Linked DNA regions of Mus musculus: all the other regions are linked to region 3. The links are chromatin contacts, called in public HiChIP or PLAC-seq and promoter capture Hi-C maps. All regions are on one chromosome and are shown on one strand. Each heading gives the region's core, a stretch centred on a gene start, on an enhancer-like site or on the middle of the called end of the contact. The rest is flanking DNA. Distances are from core to core; before and after follow the strand shown. Region 1 holds the start of Pfkfb3 (6-phosphofructo-2-kinase/fructose-2,6-biphosphatase 3). Region 2 has its middle 40 kb from the start of Rbm17. Region 3 holds the start of Il15ra (interleukin 15 receptor, alpha chain).

Region 1 (4,412 bases), core at 933-3,432, 200 kb before region 3:
TTGTATGTGAAAGAATGTGTCTGACTACACATTCTTTCACATACACACCAGTCTCACACACAAGAATTCCAGAAGTGAGCGAGCTGGTCATCTTAATCTGTCAGCTTTAGGCACATCCGCTTTCAACTCTACATGGTTCCAACAGCAATTCTGTGCAAATCTCTGAGCTCCGACAGACGTGCAAGCTCGTGGAATCTAGCGATCAGGGTCTGCAGCCTGGGGGAGGCCCCGCTGCACGGTGATGTCTTTCACTGAGCCAGTGTCACTGAACTTGGGTTCTTGCAAAAGCTGCCATGGTTCTCTCAGACCCAAACAAGGGAAGAATGTATTCTGCAATCACATGGCTGTACACATACATAGAAAACCAGGCCCTATTGTTTGACCAATTTCAGTTTAAAAAATAGAAAACGCTATAATCTGCCTGACTAAAAAGTCCAGAAGCAGCATGCTGTCTAAATTTGACCAACTTACCAACTTTCCCTGTTTTTATTATTATTATTATTATTATTATTATTATTATTATTTATTGACAGGGTCTCACTGTGTAGTCCAGGTTCATGATTCTTTGACCTTAGTTTCCCAGCTACAGTGTAATGAGATTATAGGTGTCCCACAGGCTTGGTTTTACCCTGGGGCATTTTCATAAAGGTGGCCCCGGTGCATAAACGTGTCTGACAGGGTTTGGGGAAGAACCCTTGCCAAGCCCTTACCTCTGACTTACTTGAGCAAAAGAAAAGGAGACTGTCTTGGGGACAGAGTTCCACCGAAGCCCACAGGTCCAGCAGGGAAGACCTGCTAGAGGTCTCATACTGCACCACAGGGAGGCAGGGAAACCAGTAAGTGACTCAGACCCACAAAGCTCCGAGAGCTGTCATGTCCTGTGATGGCCATCCTGAGAAACGTGACAGCAGAGAAACCTACCCTGCAGCCTGGTGTTCCAGTGTCCCAGGGTGACAGGAAACCACCTCCCAGTTTTGCCAGTAGATTCTCAAACTACAAACGTGATGTGAGCAACGTGTCCACTGGGCAGCTCGCTCCTGTTTACCCCCGTGGGCTCCTGGGCCTGCTGCCTGGGAGGGAAGCATTGCCTTAGAGCAATTCCATCCGCTCTTCCCAGAGGCACCTCTTCCTATCTAGGGATGGAAGTGAATGAAACCTTCCCAAATCGTTCACAGCAGCAACAGGTGAGGCACTAAGAGAAACTGCCAGCAAATTCCGTGCTCCGGGTAAACGAGTGCGTCTGTAATACAACACTAGTCACCAACCCATAAACCATCCCTGCAACCAAGGATCTGCAGTCACGGGAGTGACGGCGAAGATGGAAATATACAGAGGTGCAAAGATCCGAGGAAGAAAAAAGACCGTGAACCAGAGGAGACCCAAAGAAAAGGGGGCGTTGGTGTGGGCGGCCGCGCCCCTGCTGCAGTCGGCCAGGGTGACTCCGGAGCAGCCAGGTCTCTCCAGCCTCTGGGAGGCGCTGGCCCAGAGAGCCCAGGCCGGGCCGGGCACACAGGAGGTTTCCGGAGCCACAGCGCCCCTTCTGCCCAGCCTGGGAGACGCAGCCGGCCGCCACCCCCGCCTCGCCGGGCCGGGCCGACCGGCACGAGTGCGCTTCCCGCAGAGGGGAACCGGCACAAAGCCGCTGCACACACAATGGCCGGGCTCTGCACGCGGCGCAATCTACAACCTAGCCCCCCACGTGGCTGCCTGCACTCACATCTGGGCAACGAGGGTCGGTGATCGACGGGCACCCAGATCTTCTGTACCCGGCTCTGGGTCAGTTCCAACGGCATCTTCGTAGCTGTATTCGGCGACCCGCCACCCCTGGAGGAAAGACTCCGACTTGGGGAGAAGAGCAGCAGCAGATCCCCCCGGAACAAAGGACAGGAAGGGTGCGTCCGCCTGCACGCGGCTGGGCGCTCCCTTGCACTGCTTTGGAAAATGTGCTTTGTGCGGAGTCTCGGAGGAAGGATCGCCTGAGCGGAGACACGAGACAGATGAGAGCGGCGTGGAGTTGCGGCTGCTGCACTGCTGACTAGTCGGCTCTGTTCAAAAGCTCAGGGATGCTCCAGCGCAGTGACAGCCACGGTCCCAACACCCAGCACTGCCACTTGCTCCTCTCCAGTTCTGTCGGGATGCCACACGCACTGCCCGGCCTTTTAAGATCTGACCGGTAGCGCGGCGCGTCAGCCTCGGGGCGGGCCGCATTCTTTGCGTCCCAGCCCCCTTTCACGTGGAGAGAAGGGTGGGCAAGGCCAAGAGACAGCCTGCTGCCGCCCCCTGCGGGTGGACGAGAGCAGCACGCTCTGTTCCTGCAACCCAGGCTGGTTCTTTCGTCCTCCTTTCCGTCCCTAAGTTTATTCCCTAAGGGCGCAAGACAGGAACGGAGTCCCCAAATAATTCCAGCCACTTTCCTCATCTGTGCTTGGAAGGCAGCAGCGATCTGATAATGTCCAATGTGGTTCGTTGACAGTCCTCCACCCCTACACACACACACACACACACACACACACACACAGAGCTAGAGCTATGTAAAAGCATCTTCCCAGTTCAGCCTTACAAGCCGTGGGAGCCCCAACACCATGCACCATAGTTACATGATTTGGGGACTGGCTCAGTCCAAGTGAAGACGCAGGTCAGAGCTGCCTCCTGGTAACACCTGTGCATTATCGCCCACTATGTCCCCTGCCATTGCTGACACTGCCACCTCCGGGCACGGGCGCATACTTTTCCTGAATCCCCGGGAAACATGCTTGGGTAGTGTTGCTACCCCTCACTCAGTGCTACCGTGCCTGGCGCTTGAAGGGGGGCAATAAATAAATAAGGAAGGAAGGAAGGTTCGACCGAAAAGGAACTTTGGGATGCGGGGGGCGGTTGGTATTATTTTCCCTTTCAACATGGGCCATATTCCATACCCCTTCTGCAAGTAGTGATTAAAAGTAGACCCCATTCCCTCTCCCATTACCGGACTATGAGCCCCAAAGTAACTATCAAGGGACAGCTAGATCCTAAATTCATGTCACCCACCCAACCCCCACGCGCCCGCTCTAGCACACCGGCTATATTTTGTTTGATGTGAACATGCCCTCGCTTCCTTTCCGATTTTTGCACTTTGCATAGGCTGGAGATACATGCATAACAGGCAATCGTTGAACCGCCAGAGTTCATTTATTCAGCGACGATCTAAGGGATCTTTCGGTGAGGACCGCTGCACGGGAGGCCGTGGAGACAAGACACTTTAAATGTGATTTTAGCGAAGGAAGCCTCCGCTCAGAAGATCTGCCTTGCTTAGCGCAAGCTGCACACGTCGCGGTGAAGCTGAGCTGTGATTGGAGGCGCTCGCGGAACCCCACACTGCAGTGGAAAAGTCTGCGCAGAGGCTGCCACACGTCGCGCACGTCCTGCATGCTCTGCTGGGAGGGCGCCGGCCCCCCGGCGGCGGGCGCAGCTGCTCTGTTCCCAACCCAGCCCGCCCCGCCTGGGGCCTCCGCCTTGCCTTCTCCGGCAGCCTGGCGAGCTTAGGAGACCTGGAGCTCACCTGGCGAGTAGCCCTTGGGAACCTCCCAGCTCTAACCGCCATTCCTGCACCCTGCTCTCCGGTACCACCCTCCTCAATACCTGTCCCCAACCCCAGGACAGCTTTGCTGACCTTCCGATTTCTGTGCTCAGGCAGCTGTTCAGAAAGAAACCCGGTGCATTACATTTAAACTTGTTTTTCTTCAGTGAGAGCAAATGCCAGAGGTGACACCCTAGAAAGCCCAAGGGAGAATCTCGCTCCACTCCTGAAATTAGAATGGACTGACTCGACAAGGAAAACATCTAGTAGTCTCCAGAAGGGTTCCCTTACTGGTATTTGCAAGCTGAGGGGGAGGGGGAAGGGATGGGGGTGAGAGTGCATCCCTGCCAGGAGACTCCCCACTCCCGACTCCCAATAACCATAGTGCACCTGGACGCTTGTAAAGTTTCCACTAGGTTTTCTGTTTGTTTTGCTTTGTTTGAGACAGTTTTCCTATGCAGCCCAGGCCGGCCTCAAGCTTGCTCCTTTCTCAGCCTGGTATTACAGGCCTGTGCCATGTTCCCAGGTGCCCGCTTGAGTTTGCACACACCTACAAGCCAGGCAAATGGCCAGATGTCAAAGCTTAGGAACAGATTGCTGGGAACCGCCAGGGAGAACGTGGTGGGAATGGTACCAGTGGAGAACGATCTTTTATTTCTCTTTTATCATGTTTAAATCTCTCGATTTAAGGTCAGTCCTCAAGTCAGGTGGCAGCTAAGCATTCTCAGATGGGGCAGTTTTCCTTTCCTGGAGTCAACAATGTAGTGGGTACCCAGAACAAACACTAAGTTCTCCAGTCACTTCTGCTACCAGGTAGGTAAAGGGAAATCACCTTTACCCTGCCTAGGGCTCCAGA
Region 2 (4,572 bases), core at 1,709-4,208, 140 kb before region 3:
AGGCATCTGCTGAGATGCGCTGCTCCTTCCAGCTTGTGCCCTCTACCTCAGTGACCTCATCATTCAGAGGATATATTGCTGTTGGCCACCCTGTGAAGACAAACATTATTTGGTTGTTCATTCAATTCTTAGCTGAGGGCTTCAGACTGGTCATTTCTAGCCTCAGATGGGTTGGTATCCTCAGCCAAAACTCTTGTACCAGTGGGGAGAGCAGAGTTAGTGACCAGTGATGAGTGACTTATCAACTGTGGCTATGCAGGGAACCTCCACTTAAGGACCTTAGGATGGAATTCTGTTCAACTCTCAGTTGGTAAGCCCAGAAGACAGACAAGTTTCTTGCTCCACCCACACTTAGCTATGGTATCTATCCCCTACTGGCCACTCCTGATTCATACCTTTCCCAATAAAAAGCTATAATACTAAGTGGCCATCTGCAGTTCTGTGAGTTATTCTAGTACTTGAACATGGAAATAAATGAAGGCAGAGTTTTCAGAAGAGTGGGACACTGGATCTTTATAACCACGTTGGACAGAAGAATAAATAGGCTCAGTGCTCAACACTTTCCTTCCTTTTTTTTTTCTCCCCACTCTCCAACACTTTCCTTTTTTGTCCTTTTCCATTTATTTCACGTGTGTGAGTGTGTGTGTGTGTGTGTGTGTAGACACTCACGTGCCACAGCCATACAGAATAAGAGCATAGCTTGTGGGAGTCTGCTCTCTTTACTGTGTGAGGTCCAGGGATCAAATTCAAGCCATCAGAGTAGATAGCAAGTGACTTTTCCCATTGAGTTGTCTTACCAATGTCCAAGTACTTTAAAGTATTCATTATATGCCTATGCCCATGTACCATGTTTGTATAATGCCCACATGGGCCAGAAGAGGGACATAAGTTACCCCAGGTCTGATGTTATAGATGGTTGTGAGCTTCCAAGTAGATTCTGGAAATTGAACACCAGTCCTCTTGAAGAGTAGCTAGTGCTCTTAATCTCTCAGCCATCTCACCAGCCACCCACTTCTCCAGTTACCCCCACCCCCTTTTCCTAACACTTCTCTTGGCTCTTCAGACTTTGGCTTTTGACAATTTTTTTGGGTAGCAACAGAAACTAATGGGATTGTAGGGTGTCCAGCTGGCATCTGGAGAGTTGAAGACTGAGTTGTTGGATCGAGGAAACCCCACACAATTAGCACCAGAAGAGTTATGAATGAAACAAGCTGGACTGATGTATTCTGATCTCTCTAAGTTGTTTGTTTAACTGGGGACATAAAGAATTCTGCAGCTGGCTGCTTTGTTCCATTCCATGTTCAAATAACAGAGAGCACCCCTCAGATTTTGGTTGTTGATGAATGATCCTAGAAACACTTGGTTTTTTTTGCTACCAATTAGAACTGGCCAACAAAGATAACTGTCTGTGTTTAAAAACTTTTGGTGTGTCCTTGAAGAAAGTAACAAGACACCTGCTAGCAGAAGCTGGCTTGTAAAACACCCAAGGGCCGCTGGGTGCTGGGATGGAATTCTCTTACTAGAGCACTTGCCTTATACACACAAAGCCCAAGGTTAGATCAGTAGTTCCGTAAACAAACAAAACTAAGAACAAAGCAGGATAGCCAGTGCCAACGTCACAGACAGAAACAGGAAGATCAGAAGGTCAAGGTGGCTCTTAGCTACACTGTGAGTTCAAGGCCAACCTGGGTTATATGAGACAGAGCCAAAAAGAGACAATGAGAGGAGGAGGAGGGAGGGAAAAATAAAGAGGTGGGAGGAAGGGAGGGAGAAAAGGAGGAAGGAGGGAGGAAGGGAGGGAAACTCCCAAAGACGGGATGGTCAAGGAAGGGTGAATCTGTTGAGCCCCCTTAGGTTGAAGAACAGCTGCAGAAGTGTGGTCAATAGCCTCTGTTGATGATCAGATCCCGAGAACAGATACAGAGCCATTTTTAATTGAGACCGTGTCCCCAGGCCTATTGACAATTATGAGTCAGAGACTGTAATTTCATCAGCACACTTTCAACGGTGTGGCTGCCGCGTTCGCCCTGGCGCATGCGCATGCATCAGAAGCTCCCCGGCCCGGGCACTCTTGGCGCGACACAGCTGCCTTGAAAATCCAACCTAACAGCAAGGGATCTCGGCCAGGCGCCAGGCTTCGTCCACTCGTGCTCCTTCTGTCACTACAGAACTGTCACCTTGGGTGAAATGATTTTGTGCCCTGAAGTTATTTTTTATTTGTTTTGAGCCAGGGTGTCGCATAGTCCAGACTTCTTTAACTTGCTATGTAGCAAGCATGGCCTTGACTTTCTGATTCTCCTGCCTCCACCTCTTAGACACTGGGATCACAGACAAGTGTCACCACGCCCTGTTTATTTGGTGTTGGGCATCAGTTCTGCACACATGAGGCAAGTACTTTACCATCTGAACCGCACCTCTAAATCCTTAGTGTGTGCATGTGTGTGTGTGTGTGTGTGTGTGTGTGTGTGTGTGTGTGTGTGTGTGTGTATGCGCGCGCGTGCGTGCGCACGCGTTTGTCTCTGCCATTGTTTTGAGCCAGGGCCTTACCGTGCAAACTGGACTGGCCCCAGAATTGTAAGCCTCCTTCTCCAACCTTCCGACAGGCCACAGTTTGCAGGCCCAGTTCTCGTGAGGTCCTTAGGATAAAGGTCTCAATCTGGGTAGAAATTTGTATTGCCTCCCCCTAAAGGGCTGGTTAAACAGATAGCAGGGTCTCCCGCCAAGAATCTGCATTCCTGGCCTTCCAGCGAGGTTCTAGCTTATGACGTGGCTGTTTCTAGGCCACACCGAGAGAACTGGAGGAAACCCACGGGTTCAAGGTCACTTCTACAAGGCATCCCTCACTTGAGTGGACTTATCCACGCAACAGATCCCAGCCCTGAAATCCATTTGGACAAAGCATGAGCAAACCAGAAGAGCATGCCACTTCTGTTTCCTTTGTTGTCGACCCAACACCACCCCAGAAGCTGTGTTTCTTGCCATGTAACATCCTGTTGGCAAAGCCATATCGTGTTCTGGTGACAAGGGAGTGGATGTTGGATTCACTCACTATTTTACACTTTTGACTTAGGGAGAACATTTGCTGTAAAGGACACAGCAGATTTTCCTTCAATATTTTTTTCTTTTTGAGACAAAGTCTTTAGCCCGGCAGGCTGGCTTCCAGCTCATCGCTACTTCCTGCACTGAGGTTGGCTTCTGATCTTCTTGGCTTCACTGCCTCCCACCCATGCATGCCCCAGTGCTGAAATTACAGGCATGGCTAACTATGTCTAGTGTATGCTCTGCTGGGGATGGAACCCAGGGCTTTGTGCATGCTAAGCAAGCTCTCTACTAACTGAGCTACGTCCCCAGCCTACTGATAGACATTTTCCTCTCTTACCTCACTAGCCCTCGGTCTCAGACCATCCTAAAGTCAACTTCTTAGTGCTTTAATTATATCTGCAAAACTCTTTCAAGTCATCTGATTTGGGTAACTGTACGCAAGGACTGGGAATGAGGAGGTCGTTAGAATTCTACCTTCTGAGAGTGGTTTATTAAAGCAATCAGCTCTCAGTTGGCAGTTGGTTTACAGTGGGAGGGAATGGGCCTTGTGCAATGATAGCTTGTGGGCTTCTCCATGTCCTCCGTCAGCCTGACCTGGCCTGACAACACTTCACAGACAGCACATCCTTTCTTTCAAATCCTCCGGTCTAACCCAAACCCAATGCCAGGCATAGGACACATAACTGTAATGACAGCATTCAGGCGGTGAGCTAGGAGGCTCATGAGTTTCAGAGCAGCCTGGGCTACATAGCCAGTTAAGGTCTGTTTGGGATGCACTTCAGATGCTGTGTCAGTAAATCAATTCATCCATATTATATCCATCCACCCATGACGATTTTTATGTACTCCCTGACTGGTGGGATGTGGGAAATGTATTGACTTATGTATATGTGCGTGCCTGCCATGAGCTAAGGTGCCTGAGGTGGGTGCTGGGAACCGACTGAATGCTGATGTACCAGCAGGTGTAGCCCAACCACGTGCTTGTGTGAATGTGTGCCCCTGGACCACCACCCCTGCTGCAGAAAGAAAGAACACCTACAAGGCTCTTGGGAACTCTTTAAGGGCTTACCTAGTCTTCAGCAAACCACGGGATGGAACACTGTGAAGCTAGGACCACCAGGAGGAGTAGAACGCACAGGACTCACGGCTGCACCCTGTTTATTCTTAGGGTGCCTGCCTTAGGTCAGAATGTAACCAAGGCTTCTCTTTTTCTTTCTTATTTATTATGTTATAAATGTTAGTTACTTTGTGTTAATTATCCCATAGTAATTAATAATTCATAGTAACGGCGTCACCTGATGTTTTGAGCCCACATACACAGTGTGTGATGCTTACCTCAGGTTTAACACAAAGGCCTCCTTTTCCATTTGCCAGCTCCTTAGGGTTTTGCTTTTTTTTTTTTTTTTTGGTTTTTCGAGACAGGGTTTCTCTGTGTAGCCCTGGCTGTCCTGGAACTCACTCTGTAGACGAGGCTGGCCTCGAACTCAGAAATCTGCCTGCCTCTGCCTCCTAAGTGCTGGGATTAAAGGC
Region 3 (4,298 bases), core at 1,050-3,549:
ATCTTATGTAAATGTTACTGACATAGAAATATCATTCCTTTCATGTATAGATATGTTATATTAAAGTAACAATGACCTTGGCTTAAGGCTTGAGAGAGTGTGTGTGTGTGAGTGACCTGGGGTGAGGACTCATTTCTGCCCTGGACATTGTGGGAGAATCCCCAAAAGACTGTTAGCATTGTGTAGTAAGGGTGTCTTGTCTTCCGATGGTCTAAACCATACTTATCAATAAGGTCCTCAACTTCTCTCGGAAGAACATAGCTTCAACATCCAATAAAACTCTCCATGTGACCATTGTAAAGGCAGTGAAATGTGACTCCCTCTTAGAGAACCCCACACCCATCCCTGTTCTAAGGTGTGCTTTAACTCTCTAAGCTCCTCCTCTGAACCCTGAATTTAAAATATCTTTATTATATTTAATCCTGTGCCACATTGTCCAGTCCTGGCACTTTTTCTACATTGAAGCCACAAATTTCAGTTTGGTTTCAAAAAATTAAGGGCACTTATTGAGTTGCTGAGGGTGACACTAGGAAACTATGTTGCTGTCCCCACACAGCACACACAGAACCTCATGTGACCCGAGCTGGCAATGAAGTTGCTGTGTAGTAAGTCTGGCTTCTAGTCCTCTCGACTCTGCCTCCTATGAGCTGGGACTCAGGAGTGTGTACCACCATGCCTGGCTACCTCTCCTTTTTTGATATTTGAAAATGTCCATCATAAAAGGAGTGTTTCTAAGTTTGAAGCACATAAAATGTTGGCATTCATTATACTTTTTAAAAAACGTGTGTGAATGCTGACTATACATTTGTCTGTGTACTGTGTGCATGCAATGCCCAAAGATGAGGGAGCTGGATCCCCTGAAACCAGAATTATGGACAGTGATGAGCACCATGTGAGTGTTGGAACCCAGTACCTTTGGAAGAGCATACAGTTCTCTCTCTCTCTCTCTCTCTCTCTCTCTCTCTCTCTCTCTCTCTCTCTCTCCATCCAGTACTCTTAACCGCTGAGCTATCTCTCCAGGTTTTTCATTGACTATAAGAGACTGGAATATGTGGTTTCTGATCCTCTCTCTGAATTTTTATTGTGTGTATTTCATATTTATTGTGCCAATCTTAAGACTCTTTAGGGAAGAGGGTCAAGTATAGAGCTCACTGTTGTCCACCATGCCTAGGGGATGGGTGACTTCAATCACACGTCATTCCATTCTTTCCAAACAGAATCAGCATGCGTTCTCTCAGTAGCTTCATTATGGTGCCAGATTGTATTTAGGGACCTATAGACTGAAAGGCAGGCGTGTCTGTCTTCTTACGCCACATCTACATATTTAAGGGCGTTTCTGACTGAGCACTCATGTCCGTCTGTCCCCCCACCCCTTCCCCAGATCTGGTCCTCCACAGTATGGGACTTAAAATTCCAGTAAAGTTTTTTTTGTTTGTTTGTTTTTTGTTTTTAATTAATCCACACACTTAGAAGGGGATGTCTTTCTTAGACTCTGAAGAGTTGTGTATTGACTAAAGAAATTATATGTGAGGTACAAAGATGAATAATGTACCTTCCTTCTTTCTTCCTCCTCCTCTTCCTTTCCTCTTCTTCTCTCCCCTCCCCCTCTCCTCCCTCCTCTTTCTCCTCTTCTCCTTTTCCTTCTCTATATCTTTTTCTCTCCCCCTCTTCCTCTTCCCTGTCTTTCCTCCTTTTTCTATTCTTTCCCCTCCCTCTCCTCTTCACCCCTTCTTCCATTTCAAACACTTGGCACTTTCTTGAGTTGGAAAGGTACAGCCGGAAGAAGGCAAAGTGTCCAAGGCCTGGCCACTGCCAGCACCACTGCAGGCAGGCAGCCAGGAGCAGCTGTGTGGAAGCCAGGAGCAGCTTGGAGCCCGAGTGCACCAGGAAAGTGACCCGGGTGTAGAATCGTCCGCCCAGAACTTCCCGTTGGCTGCACTGGGGCGACACCTATGCAGTCGCCCAAGGACACAGAGCACGGACAGTCAAGCTCAGGGCTACTTAGAGGGAAACTCTGAAAGTTGAAATCTGAAGGTCAGCAGCCAGGACAGATGACAAGTGAACAAGGCTGAAGTCAGGTGTGGGCGCAGAGTGGATTCAAAGGAGTTTGCCTCTGCAGGGAAGACAGCATTAAGGAATGAAAAGGGAGATCGCCGGCTTCTACGGGTGAGGGCCCCCGCGCGCGCTTCGGGGGACAGGAGCAGCCCAACTGGGGAGGGGGCGTCACTGCAGGCTGCCGGGGCTTCTTCCAAAGCAGGGGTGGGGATGCTGAGTCACAGATCTGTCACCACTTCGCACCTCTCTGCAATCCGGGGGCTAAAGCAAAAGCGAAAGCGAATACTCCTTAGCAGCGGTCTGGTCCTGGAGCTGAGCTCGCCACCTCCCAGGGACCCCAGCCTTGCGTCCCGTTGGGTCACTGCTGGGGACAATTGGCCATGGCCTCGCCGCAGCTCCGGGGCTATGGAGTCCAGGCCATTCCTGTGTTGCTGCTGCTGCTGTTGCTACTGTTGCTCCCGCTGAGGGTGACGCCGGGTAGGGAGCATCATGCGCCGGAACAGGGGAGCAGAGGGGGACCCCAACGCCCAGCTGAACTTGATTCGTGTGTGTGTGTGTGTGTGGGGGTCACATCTTCTGGGAACTGAGCCAGGAGTCCAGCTGAGAGGATCGCAGTGGGTCTGGGGGTGATGGAGGGAGCTGGGTGGGGGTGGGGGGACACGTGGAGGGAGCCTGGGAGAGCGCAGATAAGAGAGTGGCCCCTTGCCCTGCTCTAGACTGGCTCCCGGACCATACGTGCAAGGGAGTTGAGCGATCCCACCGGCGTTTCGGCGACTTAGGGAGAGCAGGTCTGACAAGTTCGATAAGACTTAAAGAACTTAGAGAAATGTGTGAGTGTGCCTCTGCCAGCCCACCTGGCGCAGCTGTGGGGTGTCGCGCCTGTGGGGTTCCAGGAGGGGCTTGAGGAAAAACCACCCTTCATGACTTTCAGGTCAAAGTAAATTAGATGGAAGGCACTGGGCAAAGTACTGCGCTCCGCGGGAGGAAAAACAAAACAAAACAAACAAACAAACAAACAAAAACCACGTGTGGAGCAGGCAGGTTGCGCATCTGAACGCTACAAAACAGGTCCAGGTTCTCAAGCGCACTGGCAACTTGGGGCCCGGACGATTGGAGAGGAGGAGAGACTGTTTTCCCATGGAAGAAGGGGTGTCACATGTTCCAGAATGTGTCGTCTAGATCTAATCTCGGGAAGAATGAATTGAGACTCCTAGTTTTGTTCCAATAGGTCTAGAAGGAAAGAGCGAGAACAGTTGGGTCTAGCAACGTCCGGACCCAGGATGTCGCATCTTTTTATAAACATGAAATTCTTCAGAGTCTGTTAAAAAAATCTACGTACTCCCTGCACAGAAATGTGTGTGAAAGCACATGCTTGCAAATGTGCACAGGATTTGGGGACCGAGGACAATGACGTCATCCATGGACTTTCCTGCAAGTTAGCAATTCCTTAGCCCTGAGTGTGTTTTAAAGCAAGATTTCCCAGTGATGGGCGTCTGACTCAGTCTCCTTGGAACTTGGTCATAGTTATCCCACACAGACTTGAGCCTGGGGTTGGCTCTGTAGGGGTGTTACGGGGCTTCATTTATTCTTGGGTCCCCACCCTCCATCTGTAAAGCTGGAGTGTGTTGGTAAATTCCTCTTAACTGGATAGCAAAGAATGGTCCTGAGATTTCAGAAATAGCCTGCAGATATTCCAAATAGTCTGAAAGTGAATGTGGTTTCAGTCCAGCTCAGCTTAGAGGAAGCACCTCCTTGCCTAAAGTTCGGGCTCCACTGGTGCCATCAACTGGCACCTGAATCTTGGTTTTAAGAACAGCCTTATTGGGTCATAACTGACTCCAGGAAAACTGCAAATATTTAAGTTGTATGTTTCTTTGTGTTTCAGGATGAAAGTTACACTCTTGAAACTATCACCAAACCAAAGCAGGGTTACACCCATAACTAAGAAGTTCCCTGTGTCCTCCAAAATTCTTATCTCCTGCTCAACTCAGCAACAATTTAACTTTTTTTCCTTTGGATTTGTTGCACTTTCTAGTATTTTCTATAAGTGGAGTTATAAAGCACGCTACTCTTTCTTGTGTGGCTTATTTAGCTCAATCATTATTCTTTGTTCATGTTGTAATTGCATCAACAGTGAACTAGCACCCAGTGTAATGGAGTATTTTTATAATCCCAGCACTCTGAAGGCTGAGGCAGGAGGATTTCTAGTTAAAAGATAGTCTGGGCTATGTACTAAGACCTAA

What was found. HiChIP or PLAC-seq counts read pairs in DNA pulled down with a chosen protein or histone mark. Capture Hi-C pulls out chosen DNA fragments and counts their contacts.
Region 1: a promoter capture Hi-C map of liver shows a contact between it and region 3. The contact joins the promoter of Pfkfb3 here to the promoter of Il15ra in region 3. A contact is called at or near these places in 2 of 39 promoter capture datasets (hippocampal neurons and pre-B cells), 7 of 484 Hi-C or Micro-C datasets (CD4 T cells, CD8 T cells, the N1E-115 cell line and 4 more), 2 of 115 datasets of contacts at active chromatin or transcription factors (bone marrow-derived macrophages and large pre-B cells) and 3 of 9 other capture datasets (adipose tissue, liver and pancreatic islet).
Region 2: an H3K4me3 HiChIP or PLAC-seq map of the SCID.adh cell line shows a contact between it and region 3, with 14 read pairs. The contact joins the enhancer-like site here to the promoter of Il15ra in region 3. A contact is called at or near these places in 1 of 39 promoter capture datasets (neural stem cells), 1 of 484 Hi-C or Micro-C datasets (the N1E-115 cell line), 3 of 115 datasets of contacts at active chromatin or transcription factors (the SCID.adh cell line, bone marrow-derived macrophages and large pre-B cells) and 3 of 9 other capture datasets (adipose tissue, liver and pancreatic islet).

The regions. Positions count from the first base shown.
Region 1 is chr2:11,499,908-11,504,319 of GRCm38.p6, forward strand. It overlaps Pfkfb3 (6-phosphofructo-2-kinase/fructose-2,6-biphosphatase 3), which reads right to left and starts at 2,183. Exons shown (of 18, transcript NM_001177753.1): 1 at 1,718-2,183. The coding sequence starts at 1,793. It overlaps Gm52500 (a long non-coding RNA gene), which reads left to right and starts at 2,103. Exons shown (of 3, transcript XR_003953759.1): 1 at 2,103-3,599; 2 at 4,247-4,369.
Region 2 is chr2:11,561,388-11,565,959 of GRCm38.p6, forward strand. No RefSeq gene overlaps it. Among named protein-coding and RNA genes, the nearest start is that of Rbm17, 40 kb to the right of the region's middle. Within about 2 kb of position 2,959, at least 13 of the 459 cell types and tissues checked have an H3K27ac peak or open chromatin away from gene starts, as enhancers often do. A contact at or near this core is called in the N1E-115 cell line and the SCID.adh cell line, where this site is marked.
Region 3 is chr2:11,703,413-11,707,710 of GRCm38.p6, forward strand. It overlaps Il15ra (interleukin 15 receptor, alpha chain), which reads left to right and starts at 2,300. Exons shown (of 7, transcript NM_008358.2): 1 at 2,300-2,532. The coding sequence starts at 2,436.